2 separate regions of the Mus musculus genome follow, and region 2 is linked to region 1. A link is a contact called in public Hi-C data. All regions are on one chromosome and are shown on one strand. Each heading gives the region's core, a stretch centred on a gene start, on an enhancer-like site or on the middle of the called end of the contact. The rest is flanking DNA. Distances are from core to core; before and after follow the strand shown.

Evidence for each region. A called contact is a pair of places that touch in the nucleus more often than the background predicts.
Region 2: a Hi-C map of CD8 T cells shows a contact between it and region 1, with 5 times the contacts expected there. The contact joins the promoter of Gin1 here to the promoter of St8sia4 in region 1. A contact is called at or near these places in 4 of 39 promoter capture datasets (the C10 cell line, the HPC-7 cell line, cranial neural crest and 1 more), 2 of 484 Hi-C or Micro-C datasets (B cells and CD8 T cells) and 2 of 115 datasets of contacts at active chromatin or transcription factors (astrocytes and large pre-B cells).

What each region holds. Positions count from the first base shown.
Region 1 is chr1:95,666,027-95,669,029 of GRCm38.p6, reverse strand. It overlaps St8sia4 (ST8 alpha-N-acetyl-neuraminide alpha-2,8-sialyltransferase 4), which reads left to right and starts at 1,436. Exons shown (of 5, transcript NM_009183.2): 1 at 1,436-1,881. The coding sequence starts at 1,769. It overlaps Gm30431 (predicted gene, 30431), which reads right to left and starts at 1,329. Exons shown (of 4, transcript NR_166710.1): 1 at 874-1,329.
Region 2 is chr1:97,768,817-97,771,671 of GRCm38.p6, reverse strand. It overlaps Gin1 (gypsy retrotransposon integrase 1), which reads right to left and starts at 1,500. Exons shown (of 8, transcript NM_026250.3): 1 at 1,417-1,500. It overlaps Ppip5k2 (diphosphoinositol pentakisphosphate kinase 2), which reads left to right and starts at 1,580. Exons shown (of 28, transcript NM_173760.5): 1 at 1,580-1,817.

The sequences.
Region 1 (3,003 bases), core at 187-2,686:
TGTCCTGCAGAGATTAGGTTCTCAAAACTTAGGAGACTTAACTTCCTAAACCTTGAATAGAAACTGACACACATAAACAGGGTCTTATACTAAGCTCTGTTGGTTTACTTTTAAAGACCTCAGCAGCTAGGCAAAGGTTCTAGAACCTCGGGTTTTAAGCAAGGGTCATGTCTTTCTACTTAATGCTGCTCCTTGAGTCACTCTGAATTCTTCCTAAGTCCAAGGATACCCAAATCCTGGTGGTGAGCCTTCTCATTTGCTGATGTGGAAAGTGCAAACTTAATGGGCTAATGGACTAGCAAAGGTACTGCTCAGTGAAGGAGCAGGAAGTCAGACTTCAGAGCCTCTGGAATCCTGGGGCCAAGGCACACAGATAGGAAGGAGTCTGGTTTCCAGGCTCTGTCTCCTGCTGAGGAAGCATGTAGATGTTAGGTGTGATAAGCCTGAGCAGTCAGCTCTCTTGAATGTGCCAGAAACTAGGAATGGAGAGGTGCTCAGCTAGAATACTCAGAAAGCGCGCCAGCTGCACAATACAATAGAAGTAAAAAAAAAAAAAAAAAAAAAAAAAAAAAAAAAAAAAAAAAGGTAGGCGGGAAGAGGGGTGAAAATCAGAGCCCAATACACTTCAGTTGGATTTTCAAGAGGAGCCTGCCTTTCCTGCTTTTTACCCTTCCTTTCTTCTTCCCTAGGATTACGAATGTGTTGGTGGGTGTGCCGGAGGACGCTGCCTTTTCTCAGAATTCTGGTCTCAGCAGTGAAGTTTAAATGGCATTGGATTTGCCTTCACTTCGTGAGGAGTTTCCAAACGACAACGCGTGGGTCACAGAAGTGTCCATAATGTTCGTAAGGATGCCTCCGACTTCACTTGCTTACCTCAAGCTTCAAGCTGGGATCCTCATTACCCATCCACTCTGCGGGCGAGATCAGCTCATCAGCTCCTGTGAATAATCGTATTTTCCAGACAGAGTTGTGCACTGAATAATGAACGTTCCCCTTCCACTTCCCTGTTGGATTTCACTGTGCTTCGGTCGGGTTTATTCGCCCGTGCGTTTACGTATGTTTAGCAAACACGCTTTGAATGATAGGCTGCTTTCTCGAGCTATCCTTATCCCTAGCCATTGCGTTCCTCTGGTGGGATGAGTCTCATCTTTCTCAGATGAGATGAATGCTGGTGTCGAAGCTGGCGGATCTGGAGCCTTGACGTTTGGGCGTCCTAGGAGATAGTGTGGTTCTGTGTGTGTCTGTGGTTTGGGGGCATGTGCGCAAGAACGCGTCCGCGTGCGACTGTGAGCTTCCTCCACCCGGCATAGTGCAGACCGAGCTCACAACGACTCTCCGAGCAGCCGCCAGTAACGCAAGGCAACAGCAGCCTCCGCCCCCTCAGCACGGTGATTGGCTGGCCTTGCTTATCGTTTCCCTGCTACGGCGAGGAAAGGGCCAGTGACGCCCCCGAGCCCAGCTGCAGAAGAAACCGCCACCTCCAATGCACAAGGTGTCACATTTGAAAAGAAACCTGAGCCCCAGGGAGGCGGCGCAGAGCGACCCGGGCCCGGTAAGCGCTAACTGCGCGGCAGGGAGCTGGGCAGCGCTGGAGAACCGGGAGAGCTCCACCGCTGAACATCCTAGCGACCTGATTCTGGGATCTCGGCTCCACGCTCCCTTCGCAATTTTCAGATTTCTCCCCCTTGATTATCATCCCAAAACGGAGCCTTTATACCAGGAGAAGGTGCCTGAGCTGGGACAACCAGGACTTTCCCGGGCACCCAAGATGCGCTCAATTAGAAAACGGTGGACCATCTGCACTATAAGTCTACTCCTGATCTTTTATAAGACAAAAGAAATAGCCAGAACTGAGGAGCACCAAGAGACGCAACTCATCGGGTAAATGCATGTTCAAGGATATGACACCAAATCAAGCCATAGTGAAGTGTGCTTAGAGCCGGGAGAGTGACGTTTTTGGAGTGCTGTGTGTATTGGTTTGGGCGTGCTTGTGCAGAGTGTCATGAATTAAATAACAAAGGCTCTTTGGAGGTGTGTGTGCATGTTTCCCATGCTGGTTCTAGGATGAGTTTAACTTGCCCTGTGCAATGGTGGTGGTGGTGGTGGTGGTGGTGGTGGTGGTGGTGGTGGTGGTGGTGAAAGATGTATTGGCACAGGGTGCAGCTCACCAAAGAAGTCACTGCAGAAGTGTCAACAAAGAACGAGTGCCCTTGTCAGTTTAACGCTTGAGCAGAATTCAGAGATGTCTTTACTCCTCAAGCCTTCTCTTTCTTTCTTTCCTTCTGTGTCCCGCCAGTCTATGAGGACACCATAAAAAGCGGCGTTCTCCAAAGTTTATGGTCACAGAAGTGAAGTGGGTCTTTACTCTTTTTTGTTTGTTTTTGTTGGGGGAGGGGACGCCTGTAAGATCTATTTTCTTTCTTTCTTTCTTTCTTTCTTTCTTTCTTTCTTTCTTTCTTTAAGTTAGACATTTCAGTATCAATAAGGAAAATTCCTTATTCACTCCTCTACGTATAAAACTCCCGGGTTTCATGGTTACAGTTTTAGAAGGGAACTGGGAACTGCGCCTTTACAGACCATATCTGCTCTTTTTTTTTGAGTTTGTCAAGATGTGATCAAAATCTCCGCCCCATTAAGTTCTGTAAATATCTCACTTCCTTCCTCTCTCCCCTGGCTTCTCTGCCTTTGAAGTCTATCCGGGAGCAGAGCGAGCGATTTGTAACTTCTTGTCTCTGACAAGGCTTGGAAGCGCACATCTGAGGATATGGCCCTGTTGTCAACTCTGTTAAAAGTCCTGTTTCGGAAATCCTCCCAAGTCCGGAGCTTTCCACAGTCGGAAACTGCACTGGCTGAGATTTCCTTCTGTTTTTACATTGTCTCTGGCATCTTTGAAACGAAGAAGGATGCTTTGGCATTTTTGTGTGTGCGCGGTTTTGTGTGGGGGGCGGGGCAGAGAGCTTCTCAAACACACACTAGGAAACTTTACGCAGCTCTTTTCTTAAT
Region 2 (2,855 bases), core at 251-2,750, 2.1 Mb before region 1:
CAGTTTTAAAACATAGTTTCGATGACATGTATTTCTCTTTTGAGAATTTTTCACTCAGTCCTTTACCCACTTATAAAACTGGATTCTGTATTTTTTCCTTAGTATTTTGATTTCTCTGCACATTCCAGGCAGCAGTCTTCTACTAGTGGGAATGGTTTTTCCCTACTATGCAGGGTATCTTTTCACTCAAATGTTTCCTTTGCTGTACAGAAGCCTCTCAATTGTGAGAGCTGCCCACATTAGCTACCGTGTCACTGTTACTATAAAATGAGCAGGAAAGGCACCAAGGAGAATGGTTTATTCTGAGTCACAGTTGGACAGCCCTGTGTCCCATGATAGGGAGGCCGGTCAGCTCGGGTGAGGCAGCTGGGCATATGCATTCCGTTAAAAGCTGAGCACCAAAGTGTTGCAATTTCATCAGGATATTTGATTAGGTCTTTACAGCATGTTCCTCGTACAACGTTAAGAACAACAAATATTTTTACCAATACTTATTGCTTAACATCTATAATTTTGTCTTGCGTAACCAATGAAAACAATTAACTATTCTTTTTATTTTTAGCATGAAGCTACTATTAAAGCCAATGAAAGGTTACACAGTAAGTTTGTATTCTAACTTCAAAACACAAAAGTTGTAATGTTTTAATAAACACAGGATTGTGGGATTAGGGTTCCGACTTTTGAATTATTCTGCTTTAATCTCTGAAAACTGAACCCGTACAATTATATATTAACTGGGAGGAGGCAGGGATAAGCCTGAGGCGGCAATACTTCAGACCATACCCTGCCTCTTTTCCCTTTATTTCCATATGCATACAGATAAAGCCGCACAGGACAAATTCAGGTCCATTTTGAAAATTGAGATTTTTTTAAAAAGTGTATTTTCCCTTTAGAGCTTTAAGGTCCCCACCCCACCCCCCTTGAGCTCGTTCCTTTACACAGGTGTACGTTTTCACACTGAATGGTGACTACTATGCAGGACGAAACTCCTCCAGCTTCGGACAAGCGCCGCTGCACTCGAGTTTTGAAGGCAGTCCAGCATTCGCCGCCGCCGGCAAGGGAGAGCTCCGCAAGCTTTTTGACACCTCGTTAACGGACCCCTGAGGGCTAGGTCCCGCTAATCCTTGCCTAAGCAGGAAAAGGACCGTTGACAGCTCAATTATACCGAGTCGCCACCTCCCTGAGCCCAACAGTCCTCGCCTCTTTGCAGCCACCATCCGCGGCGCTGTGCAAGTTCAAGGCCCTCCCGCCCCAAACGGCGCCTGCGCGAAACCTCCGCTAGTCAAACCCGTCCTTAGAGCAGTCGAAGGGGACCGTTTTAAAGTTACTGGAAGGCTACGTCTCCGTTTTTAAAAAAAATGAAGAAAAAAATAAAGAAAAATAGGTATGACAGAACACACTAGAACGACCACTCACCGAAGTGGTCCTAAGTGCAAACGGCAGGTTTTTAACTCTCCTCTCGCGATTTATCTGGTGCTACCGGAAGCGGAACTGCCGGGGGTCGGAGTTCTGGTGGCGCTTGTGGAACAGGAAGGCTCAGGCGGGTCGTTGGTCCGCCGGAAACTGTTCCGGCCGGTGCAGTTTCCGTGGGAGCCCTGTGGAGGGCGGGCAGGGAAGAGGCGTGTCGGAGGCTCCTGAGGTGTGCCAGTGCCAGCGGTTCCGCGGTGGCCGGCGAGGGAAGCTTCAGGTCCACGCCTCCGAGAGCCGCCTCGGCACAAGCGTCCTTCCCTCGCCCCCGCAATTAAAGGGGGAGGAACCGAAACCTGGATGGGCTCAAGCATCTCCCGCAGATCGCTTGCTGCCCGCAGCCACGGCAGGTGAGGACCGGGAGAGGCGACATCTCCGGCAGCCCGAGGCTCGCCGCCGCCTCCAGGTGTTTGCTTTGTCTCTGCTCCACGGTGCGGATGCGGGACACGTGGTCTTGCAAGAGCCACGGACAGTCGCGGAGGGCAGCGTGCTTGTGGACGAGTGACAGAACATCCCCAGGGTCCCTTTCAGGCTTGATTTCTCCTCCGCTTCCCGAGTCGCTTCCTCTTTTCATTTCTAGAGTTTGAAAAGCCCGAAATTGCAGTCCCGCTAGTTAGGGAGCTACCCACGTTCGACTTGTATTTGGATCTCCGTTCACCGAGGGGTGCGCCGTTGTTTGGCTTCTTCTGTGGGGAGAGGTGTCTGTTTCATTCCCTATCCTTTGCTCTGCTTGTCTTTGCTTTCCACACCCACTTCCAAAGAACAAAAGCACTGTGTGTGTGTGCACAGCGGCGTTGCAAGGTAAGAGACGAGGTTGCAGGTCAATGCCGCACCCGCGCCTTATCGATTACACAGCGTTGCGTCCTCCCATGTAGATAGTGACCTTTGGATCTCATCCTGGAGGTTCTGGACAACTTCCTGAGAGTTACCATTCTTGAGGTTTGTGGTAATGGTCGTTTTGCTTTTTGCGTCCTGGAAGACACAGAAGTAGGAAGCATGGCTGACTTAAGCATTAGCCTATACCGGGGCAGGATTTTGTTTCACTATTACAGTTTTTTTTTTCTAACTGAAACCCGTGGTTTTTGAGCAATAATATAACGATAGCTGATATTAGTGTGTAACAGTACCACATGGTTTGCACATATATTGTCATTCATCCTTTCAAGAGGCTCGTGAAGGTTGTTAGGTTATTATATTTTTAAGCCGGAAAATGGAAAGTTAGTGAGGTAGTGGAACTTACCCTGGTTACATTTTGCCACAGGAAAACCTTTGAGTGTTTACTAGAAACTAGATCTGAATCCAGCATCTGTATTCTATTGTCCTGCCATTGCTCTTGTTATTCCAGTTTCTTCACTAACTATCAGAGGTTATGCATCCATAGTGTGCTT